Linked DNA regions of Sus scrofa: regions 1 and 3 are each linked to region 2. A link is a contact called in public Hi-C and promoter capture Hi-C data. All regions are on one chromosome and are shown on one strand. Each heading gives the region's core, a stretch centred on a gene start, on an enhancer-like site or on the middle of the called end of the contact. The rest is flanking DNA. Distances are from core to core; before and after follow the strand shown.

What was found. Promoter capture Hi-C pulls out the DNA fragments that hold promoters and counts their contacts. Hi-C and Micro-C count contacts between places; a contact is called where the count stands out from the background.
Region 1: a contact with region 2 is called in a promoter capture Hi-C map of liver, with 2.2 times the contacts expected there. The contact joins the promoter of TIMM29 here to the promoter of SMARCA4 in region 2. A contact is called at or near these places in 3 of 5 promoter capture datasets (fetal liver, fetal skeletal muscle and liver) and 4 of 47 Hi-C or Micro-C datasets (epiblast stem cells, heart right ventricle, liver and 1 more).
Region 3: a Hi-C map of embryonic fibroblasts shows a contact between it and region 2, with 2.9 times the contacts expected there. The contact joins the promoter of CARM1 here to the promoter of SMARCA4 in region 2. A contact is called at or near these places in 5 of 47 Hi-C or Micro-C datasets (embryonic fibroblasts, epiblast stem cells, heart right ventricle and 2 more).

Annotation. Positions count from the first base shown.
Region 1 is chr2:69,647,512-69,652,325 of Sscrofa11.1, forward strand. TIMM29 (mitochondrial import inner membrane translocase subunit Tim29) reads left to right here and starts at 2,159. Exons shown (of 2, transcript XM_003123205.4): 1 at 2,159-2,300; 2 at 2,378-4,814. The coding sequence starts at 2,207. The coding sequence ends at 3,066. YIPF2 (protein YIPF2) reads right to left here and starts at 2,180. Exons shown (of 9, transcript XM_021083826.1): 1 at 1,969-2,180; 2 at 1,754-1,814; 3 at 1,220-1,377; 4 at 1,057-1,137. The coding sequence starts at 1,784.
Region 2 is chr2:69,714,880-69,719,412 of Sscrofa11.1, forward strand. SMARCA4 (transcription activator BRG1) reads left to right here and starts at 2,296. Exons shown (of 34, transcript XM_021083849.1): 1 at 2,296-2,593. It overlaps LOC110259342 (a long non-coding RNA gene), which reads right to left. Exons shown (of 2, transcript XR_002341646.1): 1 at 2,467-4,533.
Region 3 is chr2:69,599,721-69,604,659 of Sscrofa11.1, forward strand. It overlaps CARM1 (histone-arginine methyltransferase CARM1), which reads left to right and starts at 2,401. Exons shown (of 15, transcript XM_021083821.1): 1 at 2,401-2,656. The coding sequence starts at 2,437. C2H19orf38 (protein HIDE1) reads left to right here. Exons shown (of 7, transcript XM_013994683.2): 7 at 423-1,040. The coding sequence ends at 569.

The sequences.
Region 1 (4,814 bases), core at 909-3,408, 68 kb before region 2:
AAATAAAGGTTACACCTGCAGCATATGGAAGTTCGCAGGCAAGGGGTCGAATCAGAGCTACAGCTGCTGGCCATAGCCACAGCCAGGCGGAATCGGAACCACATGCGCAAGCTGCACCGCAGCTTGAGGCAACACCAGATCCTTAACCCAATGAGTGAGGCTAGGGATCAAACCCACATCTTCATGGATAGTAGTCAGATTCTTAACCCGCTGAACCACAATGGGAACTCCTCTCTGGTTTCTAACGGGCTATTCCCATGGCCTGGAGCCCTTCCCCTGGCCAGGCCCCACTCACTATCCCAGTGTCCCACCACTCTAAAGAACACTTCTGGGCCTGCTATCTTCTTTGCATCTCCTTCCTCTCAGAATCCGTGTCCTGGACTCCCCTTTTTGCTCTCTCCTCCCTGCCCCCATAAGGATCGGCAACAAATCCCGGGCGTTCTCATTCACGTGTCTCTCCCAATATGTCCCCTATTCTACAACCTTGGTTTAATATTATCTCCCTGTCCTGGGGCCTCCGATCCGTGTTCCACGCTACTCAATTCTCTCCCCCTCTAAACTCTTCCATGACCCCCCAGCACCGTTAGGATAAAACCCAAACTCCCTAACAAAGCTCAAGAGACCCCTGTGACCTGGATTCTCTCCACCTGTCTCCCATTTCACTCTCCAGACTGAGTGATACAAGGCCTCTGCAGTAGTTTTTGTCTTCTCTCATTACTGCTCCTCTACCTATGCTGTTTCCTGGGCCTGGAACGTACTTAAGCTTCCTTCCACTCTGCCTGGCTAAATCTACCTTCTCCTTTAAGTGTCAGCAAATTCCTCATCTCTCCCAAGGGGTCCTTCCCTAACCCACCATATCACGTGTGTTCCCTGTCACACATCAAAATCCTTGCAGTCCACACAGTTACATCTACCAGCCTGGGTAGGACTCTTGTTCTCTCATATGAGTATTGCTAGCACTTGCTCAGGGCCTGGTGCGCAGGAAATGCTCAGTGACTAGTGGCTGAACCCCAAGTGTGACTCTGAGCCCCATTCCACCAACTCCCCGGGTCTGACCTGTGAAGTGTCCACGTCAAAGAATGTCTGATAGTAGCCAAAGGTCCAGAAACCAGGCTGCTGCTTCTCCTCCTGTAGGAGCTGAACAGTGTGGGCTTTCAGTGAGGGGTGAAGGGCAGCAGGGACTAGACAAAGGCAGGGCACAGAGACTTAGGGGACCCACCGCTGCCTTGTCACTCTCCTCTGCATCATCCTCAGTTCCATAGCTGCCCCCTGAGCCCATGGCCACAGCCACATGCCCCTGGGGGGTCAACTGATCACTTCTGGTGGTGGTCGCTTCTGGGGTCTGGGCCAGCAAATTAGTGGCTTCCTCGAACTCTGCTGAGAAGGAATATGGGACACAGGTGTATTTGAAGGGGTCAAGACAATTTGGTTCTGCCCACTGCTCATCTGGGGGCCAAGACTAACTGTGACCACCTCGGTGTTCCCCCCAACCCAGGGTACAGCTTCCTCAATTTTGGGGAGTGGGAAAGAGGTGTGTCCCCTTCCCCTCACTCCTAACACTGGACCGCAATTGAGGGCTGGTATGGGGTAGAGGCTCAGGTTTGAGGTCTGAGTTTAGGGCTGGAGCGAGGTTCCTGCCTGGGTCAGGTTTCACAGCTGACTGGGATTCCGGTTAGATGTGAGCTGGGACCTGGATGGGAGGTTCTGGCCAGTGGAGGGAGTAGGAGTGGGGTCAGACCGCGGCGGCACTCACCGTGGAAGGCCAGCTCGTCCGCCGCTGCCATGATCACTCAGGGGCGTCGCCGCATCCCGCTCTGAGGAGAGAGGCCAATCAGGCCCACCCCAACCCCACTCAGCGCCACTCCTTGAAGCCAACCCTCAGCCCCGAGCCCCGTTTGGCGGCTGACCGTACCGCAGGGGCGTGAACACAGCACTCCCGCCCCCCAGGTGCACCCCCGCCCACCTCACCTGAGGCCGCCTCAACTGGCGTGGCCGGTACTCTCTGCGCCTGCGCGACCCGCCTACCAGCCGGGGCAACCCCAGTCGGACCCGACAGCAACATCCGGCGTCGGTCCGTTTTCTATCGTCTTCCGATGGGAAACTACCTCCGGAAATGTTGACGCTTGCGCAGAAGATATTCACCGGATCTTTTTGTTTCGCATACCAGGCGTTTCTTTTCGGAGTAGGGACGCCCAGCCGGAAGAGGATGGCGGCCGCTGCACTGAAGAGGTTGTGGTCCCGAAGCCGTGGGGAGGCGGGGGACGCTGCGGCTGCAAAGCCTGGCGTGTGGGCGCGGTTGGGTGAGTAGAGGCGCTAGGCGGTGGGGGTGGGGGGCCGCAGCGGCCCGACCGCCCTCATCGCGCTTCTCTCCTCTCAGGAGCTTGGGCCCGCGCGCTGCTCCAGGACTACGCAGAGGCCTGCAGAGACGCGGCGGCGGCAGCGCGAGCCCGGCCCGGGCGTGCAGCCGTGTACGTGGGGCTGCTGGGCGGCGCGGCGGCCTGCTGCGCCCTGGCGCCGAGTGAGGCAGCCTTTGAGGAGGCGCTGCTGGATGCGTCGGGGACGCTCCTGCTGTTGGCGCCGGCCACACGCAACCGCGATTCTGAAGCATTTGTGCAGCGGCTGCTCTGGCTGCGGGGTCGCGGCCGCCTGCGCCACGTGAGCCTGGGCCTCTGCTCGCTTGTGTACGAGGCGCCGTTCGACGCCCAGGTCAGCCTCTACCAGGCCCGCTGCCGCTACCTGCAGCCCCGCTGGGCGGACTTCCCGGACCGGATCTTGGATGTGGGCTTCGTGGGCCGCTGGTGGGTGCTGGGGGCCCGGATGCGCGACTGCGACATCAACCACGACGAGTTCCTGCACCTGCCGGCACATCTACGCGTCGTGGAGCCCCACCAGCTGCACTCGGAAGCCAACGAGCGGCTCTTCGATGAGAAGTACAAGCCTGTAGTGCTCACCGACGATCAGGTGGATCAGGCGCTGTGGGAGGAGCAGGTCCTGCAGAAGGAGAAGAAAGACCAGCTCGCCCTGAGCCAAGCCGATCCCCTGGCGCCCTCGGAAGTCGCTAGATGAAACCCATTGCGGCCTGGGTCCTGACCGGATCCTGAGCCCAAGCAGACTGCCGATCAAGGATTGTGCCGTTGGTGAGAATCAGCCTCAGACGTAGAGCGATGGAAATAAATTGTGTGCAGTGATCTCTCCGTGGGTTTTCACAAAATTGAGGGCCTCCCTCTCACCTGTTCCTTGTGAGTTGACGCTAATTCAGAGCCTCCTTGGTCTTGGAGTTGGGAAGAGCAGAAGGACATGCCTTGTAACATTTATCACTGCCAGAGTTAGTGAGGAGCCTTAGATGGAAATAAGCCTTTGCACTGGGCTTAAAGATTCCTCCGACTGAGGTATCACAGTTGTTAGGTGACTCCCAAGCTCTCCTAAGAACTTTTAGATTTTCTTTTTTCTTTTTTTTGTTCTTTTAGGTCCGCACCTACGGCATATGGAGGTTGCCAGGCTAGGGGTCTAATCAGAGCTGTAGCCCCTGGCCTACACCATAGCCACAACAACGTGGGATCCAAGCCGCATCTGCGACCTACACCACAGCTCAGGGCAACATTGGATCCTTAACCCACTGAGAGAGGCCAGGGATGGAACCTGCAATCTCATGGTTCCTAGTCCGATTTTTTCACAATGATGGGAACTCCTAGATTTTCATTTTAAAATTTGAACTGAAATGTTTATCCTGTTTCCATGACTAAAATGTTTTTTTAAATTAATTTTTAAAAAATTTATAATTTCAGGAGTTCCCGTCGTGATGCAGTGGTTAACGAATCCGACTAGGAACCATGAGGTTGCGGGTTCGGTCCCTGCCCTTGCTCAGTGCGTTAACGATCCGGCGTTGCCGTGAGCTGTGGTGTAGGTTGCAGACGCGGCTGGGATCCCGCGTTGCTGTGGCTCTGGCGTAGGCCGGTGGCTACAGCTCCAATTAGACCCCTAGCCTGGGAACCTCCATATGCCACAGGGGCAGCCCAAGAAATAGCAAAAAGACAAAAAAAATTTTTATAGTTTCAGAGGAGACTGGAAAAATAGACATCCTGTGTATCTTCACCCAGCTTCCCCCCCCTCCCCCCCCCCCCCCGTCATAACTTATGTAATCATTACCAACCCAAGAAATTAACATTGGTATGATTATTTGGATTTTACGACAAAACTTTTTGCAAAAACAACCTCCCCTGACCCTATTTTTTTAGGGCTGCACCCACAGCAAATGGAAGTTTCAGAGTCTAGGGGTCACCTCAGCCACAGCAATGCAGGATCCAGTCAGCATCTGTGACCTATACTGCAACTTACGGCAACGCCGGATCCTTTAACCCACTGAGTGAGGCCAGGGATCGAACCCTCATTGTCCTGGATAATAGTTAGATTCTTAACCCACTGAGCCACAACAGAAACTCTAAAAACAACCTGTTTTTGGAAAGTTCCCATGTGGCACAGTGGATCTGGCATTGCCATAGCTGTGGCACATACTTTGGTGTGGATTTGATCCCTGGCTGGGGAACTTCCAGATTCCGCGGGTGTGGCCAAAAAGAACTCTCAAAACCAACCTGTTTTTACCATGTGTGTACTGATACTGATGTTAAATGACAAGGAGGGACAAAGCATTTTCTGATCTGGAAATCAACATGGAATCCTAGTTTCTGGTTATGTTTTACTTCAATAACCCTGAAAACACAGAATTCTATAGAAAGGACATGTTGGTATTCAGAGCTGGGTTATGATAATCATACTTTTAAAACTAAAATACTATAGGAATGAGACTACCTCTGTCA
Region 2 (4,533 bases), core at 1,046-3,545:
ACGTTGAAAGTACTTAAGAAATATTATCTGAAGATGCAAACTATTACATTTAGAATGGATCAGTAACAAGGTCCTCCTGTATGGCACAGGGAACTATATCCAATCTCTGGGGATGGACCATGATGGAAAATATTATCAAAAAAACAAAGTATATACATATGACTGAGTCACTTTGCTATACAGCAGAGATTGGCACAACATTGTAAATCAACTATAATTTCAAAAGAAATACATAAGATAATAACATAAAAAAAGAAGTACTGAATGAATGAGACCAAAGTTCAGATCCCATTTGCCCATTAACTGTGCACTATCCAACATCATGAACTAAGATTTGAGAACTCCCAGGTGGCATGCTTTCACAGATTCCTCATAACCAACCTGTGGAGGTGAGTGCTGTTACTGTTTCCATTCTACAGGTGAAGAGAAGGAAGTGCGGATGAGTCCAATAAATTTGCCTGGCGTCCCCCAGCTACTAACAATGGAGTCAAGTTTTCAACCCAGGTCTTTTTGATGTGAGCTGGAGATCTCAACTGCTGCTCTTTGCTGCGAGGGACTCACTTTGGGCTTGGAATGACCCAAAGACCTGACACAAAAAATACACTCTCAAGAGACATTCTCCGTTAACCTTTCAATAATAAAAAAAATTTTTTTTTTCTTTTTAGAGCTCCTGGGCTAGGGGGTGAAATGGAGCTGCAGCTGAGGCTTATGCCACAGTCATGCCAACACCAGATCTGAGCTGCATATATGACCTATACCATAGCTCAGCTTGGAGCAATGCAGGACCCTTAAACCACTGGCAAGGCCAGGGATAGAACCTGCATCTCATAGATACTATGTCTGGTTCTTAACCCAGTGAGCCACAACTTGAACGCCTAAAAAAAAAAAATTTTTTTTTTTTTAGGGCCACACCCACAGTATATGGATGTTTTCAGACTAGGCATGGAATCAGAGCTGTAGCTGTTGGCCTACACCACAGCAACACAGGATCCAAGCTGTGTCTGTGACCTGCACTATAGCTCAGCAATGCAGGATCCTTAACTCACTGAACAAGGCCAGGGATCGAACCTTCATCCTCATGGATGCCAGTCAGATTCGTTACTGATGAGCCACGATGGGAACTCCCTAAAAAAATTTTTTAAACTGTCTTGTGGGGGGGTGGGGGTGGCACACTACAGTAGATGCTGGGTATTCACTAGGGACTAAAATTGACAACATCATGCCATTTAAATTGAAGAGAAGGATGCTGTACAGCAGAAACTGACAGGATATTATAAATCAACTATAATAAAAAAACTTAAAAAGGTACCCAAGAAATGTGAAGGAAAGGGAATGGAGGCAGTGATCAAAGAGGAGGCAAGACTGGTGGAGGTGGTAAGTCAACTGAGACCTGAAAAATGAGGAAGAGTGGGCCTGGGAGAAGCAGGGATAGGGACAGTCACAGGCTGTGGGACTTGACTTTGGGGAGCATTTGCTCAGTTGTGGGGCTAAATGAGGTGGGGCTGGAGATACTTTAAAAACATAGAGGAAGCCGCCTACAAGCTCTAGGCCTTCATACTTCTAACAAGGCTCTCTCCCTCACTGCTTTTACTACTGGACTCAAATGTCTTCCCAACGCGGCCTTCCCTAGCTGCCGCTTTAAAATTTCCACCACTTTTCATGTCTCCATTTCAACACAGTGTATTTTATATTTTACTTGGTTCTCTTGCCTCGCGCCTGCCTCCCCCATTAGATCATGAGAGCCACAGCAGCTGAAATTTTATGTCCGGTGCCGCAACTCAACAGCAAATCAATAAATATCTGCTAATTAATAGCCTTACATAGGCTCTGCACAAAAGACAGCCACAGTCCGTACCCGTCAGACTGCCCAAAGGGCACCACATCCCCCCTACCAAGGATGAAAACGGTTCCTAAGTTCGCCCTTGACCCGGAGGCCGGCTCTGCTCATCTCTGGCCCAGCCTCCCCGCCTCTTCCCCTCAAGCACTGCCTTGCATCCTCACTTCCCGGTCTCAGGGCCCCTCTGCCACCCCTTCCCCAAAGACCCTGCCGCCATCCAGTCCCATCCCCCAGCCACCCACCACCACCATCACTACCACCACCACTACCGCCGCCGCAGTGGCGCCCGCTCTGCGCATGCTCGGAGCAGTGGCGACGCACGACGTGCGGAAGGCGAAGAACCACCCCCATGCGCAAGCGCAGGCGCGTCCCGCACAAAGTAGGGAGGTGCGTCCGGGGCGCTAGCTCTCTCTGGCCCCGCCCCCTCCCCACCCCACCCCCGCGGCCGACACGCACGCGCTCTAGGAGCGGAAGGGCGGGCGGGCACGCGCACGAGACCGGGCGGGCGGCGGAAGCGGGAGAGGCGCTTAGTGGTGGGGGGGAGGGGAGGTGACGAGTGCGCGCGCAGCGGGGGCGCGGGTGGCGTGGGGGGGGCGGCCGAGGCCGGCGGGCGCGCGCGCGAGGCTTACCCTCGCTTGGCGGCGGCAGCGGCGGCTTCTTTGTTTCGTGAGAAGAGGCGAGACGCCCATTCTGCCCCCGGCCTCGCGCGGAGGGGCGGGGGCGGCGCCAGGAAGGCGACGGCACCGGCGACTCCCGGTAAGGAACGCAGATCGCGGGGGGAGCGCGGCGCGGGGCTTGGGAGGACGGTTTGAATGGAGCCGGGGTTCCGAGGGGGGAGGGGGCCGCCGGCGCCCGGAGCAGGGCCGGGGTACGGCGGCGCCCGAGGGTCAAGACGCCTGGCCTGCACCGCGCGCGCGGGGAAGGCCACAGTGCATCGAGGCCGCGGCGGCTACAGTATCCGCGGCGGGTGGGGTGGGGGCCCGGGCCGCGTGGAGGCCGCGCGCCCCTCGCGCGCGCTCTCGCCGGGGTCGCCGGACAAAGCTCTTCGCCCAGTCGGCGGGCCACGGGCCCGGCCCCCATCGCGGTCTCAGCTGCGGCTATAACAATAGCCAGGCGTCCGGGCTATTCTGGCTACGTTGTAACGGGTCCGACTCGATTGTTGCCTTTTAACAAGGCTGCGGTCATCGCTCAGTAGGAAAACCCCCAGATATGTCCAGCGTCGCCTGGACATGAACATTAGCAGCACAATTGGTTTAGATGACCTAAAATTTCATTTTTAAAAAGTCAATTTTAGGTTTTCAAGGCAAGGTAAATAACTCTTTCAGCCCCTTGTAAAGTAGTGACTCCAGAATGTTTGCCTTAAATCGGAGGATCCGCAGCTAGTCGGGAAGGACCGGGAGAACTGCTGTTGAAAGCTTTGTTTTAGTTTTCCATCCTTTTCCCTTCCTCGCAATTGATTTTCCAGATTAACGCTTTTATTTAAGATGTGGATCTTTAAGGAGAAGGTGTTTTGTGCCGATCTTGAAGACTAGCCTAGGTAGCCACCCCACGCCCCCACCCCCAGTGAATCCTTAGGTAAAGTAGGGAATAATGTTAGAACCACTTCCTAGGAATTTGAAGTAAGTTTTCACTTTCAATTGACAGACTGGAGTTGGGTTTGATTTCTGGCGTTGCTGGTTACTTAGCTATGTGACCTTAGGCAAATAACTTAATTTTTCTGAACCTCTTAGTTTCCTCATTTGTGAAATGGCAATAATGCCACAAATGGAGTTGGTGAAAGCCAATAAAATGGTTCCTGGTTAGAGGGAAGCACTATTTTGTTGTTCAGTCCAATCTCCTCCTTTATTGTTAAACAAAAGTTTGTTGAGTCCCTACTGGGTGTTAGATGATTGGAGGTTGGATGCCTTGGGAGCCTCTCCAGCCTTGTAGGGGAACAGGTGGTAAATGTGGGGACTACTCCCCTTGGCCTGTCATGTGAGAGGAACACAGTGGATGGATGCCCAGTGATGGGAGTCAGAGATTAGGGAGGTTGCGTGGAAGAGGAGCCTTTACTGAGGATCAGGGAGGATGTCCAGGTTGCATTTGACCATCTGGGACCAGTCATTGCTCCCCTCTGCTATTCTCACATCACCTTGATCCTTTCTTGTGTAGCAGTTATCTGGGTTTGTAATTACACATCTATTCTTTTCCAAGGGCCATCAGAGCTCTCACAGCTCTGTCTCCCTGATCTCCTGAAGCACGTAGTAGGCCCTTAGCAGCCATTTGTGGATGAAGAGGAGGGTGTTCAGGAGGATTGAGTGAAGCTGTGTGTGAAGTGCTTGGCCCACGACTGAAAGTGGGTTGTAGGCGATAAATGTTAGTTGTTGGAGGGTTTTTGTTGTTGTTTTAACTTTCTAGGCCATTGTTTCCCAAACCTCATTCCCCCAAAAATGAAGATGTAGGGCTGTGGTTAATATGAGGTGGTGGTGTGGAGAGCTAGTTCTGGAATCAGACCTCCTGGATTTATACCCATCTCTTAATCCTAGTTTGACCTCAAGCAAGACACTTAACAGTAGACTCCCCTCTTGTGAAACAGGTACGATAGTGGTGTCACCTCAGAGAGTTATTGTGAGAGTTCAAAAGACAGTGTGGGAAGTGGCTTACCATCTGCAGAGCCTGACATGTAATGAGCCCTCAACTTATTGGTGTTTATATTA
Region 3 (4,939 bases), core at 1,151-3,650, 120 kb before region 2:
CTTCCTTTTTCACCCCCAATGCAGGCCCTGGCACTCACCACTCTACTTTCTGTCACTTTGGTGATTTGCATATTCTGGATTTTATAGAGAAAAGATATACAATGTTCATCTTTATGCGTTATAGCCACCCCAGGATGGAGGGTACTGGCATTCTCCCTCATTGTACAAAAGGGGGAAATGAGGCGTAAATGGGTTGATCACACCACTGGGAAAATGTGGAGCTGGGATTTGAACCCAGGCTGTCTGGTTCCCTAGTCAGCACAGAGGAAGTCAGAACAGATGGCAGGATCCGGGCTCTGAAGCTGTGTGTGGGGGTGAAATGAGACCCCATGGACTTGGCGAATTTCAGTCGCAGAACATGGGACAACCTAAGATCCTGAAACCTCAAATCACATGGTTCTCTATTTTTCCTCCACGGATAGAAAATGACTTCAGAAGAAGATGCAGCCACGGTGGATGCTCCCTCAGGCTCCAATAAGACACCTGACAACTCTGGGCCTTGGAAGAGGACTAACTCCACGTCATCCTCACCTGAGCCTCCTGAATTCAGCACTTTCCGGGCCTGCTAGGGGGATCCCTCTCTCTATGTCTCTGTGCCCTCCATTCAGCCCTCTCCCTGAGCTGGCCGGCCTATTTGGTGCCTCAGGCCCCTCCAGCTACTTTGGGGACTTCTGGCTGCTGCTTACTCAGGGAAGTGAACAGAGGCGATTAAGGGGAACCCTGGCCTTGCAGAGGGGCAGGGGTGGGAGAACGAGTGCAAGCACTGGCCTAGAGGCTGGATGGAAAGTAGGAAGCCTCTCTTTGGATTCCCAGCTTCCCAGGCCACCAGTGAAGGAGATGTTAGGTTCCCTGCTGGCCCTTTGCTGGGGCACTGTGAAGTCTGAGCTCTCTGCACACCTCTCTGGTTTCCTCCTTCTATGCCACACCTAACTTGACCAACCTGGCTGGTTTTCTGGAGCATAGGGTACCTGGGGGTATATTCTGTGTGCCCTGCTGGCATGCCTAAGTTATTAATTATAATGTGTTGAGCTGTTCTCAAAGTCTCGATGGAATGTACTCCTTCAAGCCCGGGGCTTCTGGGGTCCAATCACTGATTGTAGCACTCAGTGTGGTGTATGGGGAAGCTCTCGGGGGTGCGTGGATGGGGTAGTACCACGTGGGCCTCAGCTAAATTCTTTGTATTGGTGAGCACAGGAGGTGGAATGATGGTGGGGTGGAGGAAGAGGAACATTGGGAAGGACAGTACTAAATGAGCAGGTCTAGGTTAGAGAGGCAGCTGGAGAATGTGGCTGCAAACCCCTTTGGAACTCCCCCAAAGAGAATGGGCCCCTGGACCAGTGGAGGGGGGAACTGGAGGGAAGACAGATATGTGTTTGTGTGTGTATGGAAAGGGGCACTTGGCCCCGATTTGCTGGCCAGCCATCATTCGGGGCAGGGAAAGTAGAAGAGGAAAGGGGCTAAAGGAGGGGTCCAAGAATTTTTTGTAGGGGAGAAGACAGTGAAGGGCTGAGGATGGAGGAGGAGGGCCCTAGAGTAAGGGGCTGGAGATGATGGAGTGGAGCGGAGGAGTGGCTGAGTGCTCAGGCAGGAGTTCCCGGTGGGGTACTGGGGTCAAGTCCTAACTCAAACTGTTTTTCCATCCCGCCGGCTGCGGCTGGGGCGTGTCCCTACGTCCTGTCCCCGCCCCTCACTCCGGTCTTCCCCTGAACCCAGAGCCTCACAAAGCAAGCGGGAGGGAACAGGACCGGTGTAGGGGCGGGGCCTCTTCGCAGCTGGACCCCGCCCCTCAGCGTGTCACCTCACAAAGCCGGGAGGGGCAACGGGCGGACCCAAGCTTCAGGGGCGTGTCGGAGCTGCTGGGCGTCAGGTCCGCCCCCGCCGTTTTTCTAGCTGGGGAGCCACCTCTCTGGGCACGACTGTCGGGGCGGGGCAAGGGGGCGTGTCCGGGGCATAAGCACCGTCCCCCTGACGCGCGTTCCGGCCCCCTCCCTCCCCGGGCCTCGGCGGCCTCACTGCCTCACAAAGCACCGCCGGCAGTTCAGGCCGCGCCGGGCGGGGGGCGGGGCCGAGGCCCAGGGGCGTGTTCGCGCCGCAAGCACCTCCCCCGACGTACGCTCTTGTCCCCGCTGTTCCTGGACCGCGGAGTCACCTCACAAAGCGGCGACCGCTCGCGCGGGGCGGGGCGGGGTTGGGTGGGGCAGGCCCCGCCCCTCCAGCGTGCTCCCTCCCAGCGCCCAGGGCCGCCGGCAGGGGGCGCTGCGCCACGGGGCCGGGCAGCAGCCGCGGTGGCGGCGAGGCGGCGCGTGGCCGGCAGGCGGCGCTGCCCGGCTCGGCCTCTGCCTCGGCCTGCGCGGCGGCGGCAGCGGCGGCAGCGGCGGCGGCCTGGGCCCGGGCGCGGCGGCGGCGGCGGCGGCGGGGCCTGGAGCCGGATCTAAGATGGCAGCAGCGACGGCGGCGGCGGGGCCGGGCGTGGGCGGCGCAGGGGCGGCCGGCCCGGGTGTCGCGGGGCCCTGCGGGGCCGTGTCCGTGTTCCCCGGCGCCCGCCTCCTCACCATCGGCGACGCGAACGGCGAGATCCAGCGGCACGCGGAGCAGCAGGCACTGCGCCTCGAGGTGCGCGCCGGCCCGGACGCGGCGGGCATCGCCCTCTACAGCCGTGAGTGCGGGGCTCCGGGGCCGGGCCGAGGGCCGGGTTGCGCGCGGGGGCTGCGCACGAGGCCGGCAGGGCGGGGGGCCCAGGGCGGGAGGGACGCGACCACAGTGAGGGGCCCGGGGCCCCGAGGGTGAGGGGCCCTGACTCGTGGGGGCCTGGGGTGGGGTCCTTGGGGCCGAGCCGGGGGAGTTAGGTGTGCGGGTCCCCGAGTTGAGGGGTGTGGAGGGACGGTGTCAAGCGGCAGAAAAAGAGGGCGTGCGTGGTGGCCAGAGGTGAGGTGCCCGGACTATGGAGGGAAGCGGGAAATGGGGGAGTAGTGAGGGCCCTGAGATTGGGAGGGGGTGAGCAGGAAGTGGGGGGCCGCGAGTGGAAGGGAGAATTCGCAGGAAGCTGGGGTTGTGGAGGCTGGGTGGGAGGGGAGGGGGCCTGAGGCGTGGGAGAGGTGGGAGTCTGGGGGCGGGTGTGGCCGCCCTAGCTGGGAGGAGGGGGTGTGTGGCCACCTCGGGAGACCCTCTGAACTGCCAAGGACGGTTGGAAAGTGGTGCCCAGCCTGGAGGACCCTGTGCCACCCATCCGGAGGGCTTGGCAATCCGGACCCCCGAGTGGGAAACTTCTAGATCTGAGGAGAGGGCCCATGCGAGGTTGGTGCGAGCCACTGGCTGTGAGCCTCGTGGATACGTGGATGGGTAGGGTCCCTTCTTGATGCCCGGCTCTGAAGTAAGGGGTAACATTGCCTCCTTCTTCGCCACGGTCCTCCGATTTTCCTTTTTGGGGATGTGAGAAGTGGGCTGAATTTTCAGAAGCGAGTTTCAAAACTGACATTTCGGTGGGGGGAAAAAATTACAAAGGTGTTTGCCGAGGACTCTGCTTCTTTGTAGTTTATCCTTTTTCTTCCTCTTGTTACTCTTTCTTATCTGTTGTCTTCTGTCAGGATTCCGCCTTCACATTTTGTTATACTGTTACACTTAGCTTTGTCTCTCCGGGTTTCTTGCCCTGATGCTCTGGGGAGTCACTGAGGAGGCCTTTCCTGGCTTTGGCCTCTGTGAGTTTTCTGCCACTTTGGGAACAGGGTTTTCTGAAGGGAAGTGTATGGAGCTCAGGCAGAGGGTGCTCCCCACACCTCAACTTGGAAAACCCAAATAAGGGAGCTCCCAGTGTTGCATGACTTTTTTGACTTTCTTGGACCAGATGAGGAGAGAGAAGGGTATCCCGGGGGGGATTGGAGCTCAGGACAGACACTTAAGCCCAACAGGATCCCCCAGATCGTAAGCATGGCTGTTTATTCAACCAGCATTAATAGGGTGGAGAACAGTGTAGGGCAGCGTTTCTCAAACTAGGGTCCCAGGGCTGATCCTCAAAGGAGTTCCACAGGAGTTGGTTTTTCTTTGTAAATAAACTTCTTTTGATTTTTGAAAGGTTTTAGGTTTATTGAATTACTAGGAAGGTAGTACAAAGTGTTCCCACCCACTCTACACGTAGTCTTGAGGTCTTGCCTCTGTACGTCTTTCTCTGGGATAGTTTTTGCTTTTGTGTTGTTTTGTGGATACACACAGAATTGTTATTGGTTCTAAAAAGAACCCTTCTCTTTTATTTATTTATTTTTTTTGTCTTTTTTTTTGCTAATTCTTGGGCCGCTCTCGCGGCATATGGAGGTTCCCAGGCTAGGGGTCTAATCGGAGCCGTAGCCACCAGCCTACGCCAGAGCCACAGCAACGTGGGATCCGAGCCGCGTCTGCAGCCTACACCACAGCTCACGGCAACACCTGATTGTTAACCCACTGAGCAAGGGCAGGGACCGAACCTGCAACCTCATGGTTGCTAGTCGGATTCGTTAACCACTGCGCCACGATGGGAACTCCCCCCTTCTCTTTTAGAGATCATTTATAACAAGCCTTGGGAGTTCCCATCGTGGTACAGTGGGAACGAATCCGACTAGGAACCATGAGGTTGTGGGTTTGATTCCCTGGCCTCGCTTGGTAGGTTAAGGATCCGGCGTTGCCCTGAGCTGTGGTGTAGGTTGCAGATGCGGCACGGGTCCTGCGTTGCAGTTGCTGTGATTGTGGTGTAGGCTGGCAGCTGTAGCTCTGACGACCCCTATCCTGGGAACTTCAGTATGCTGTGGGTGCGGCCCTAAAAAGCAAAAACAAACAAACAAAAAACCAAAACCAAAAAACAAAAACTGAAGCCTTGTCAAGAGGAGAAAGTCCATGTTTCTCAAACTGAGTATCTCTGTCTGGGATGATAAAATCTTGGATATGAAAGAATCTTTTCCCCTTTCTGTTCAAG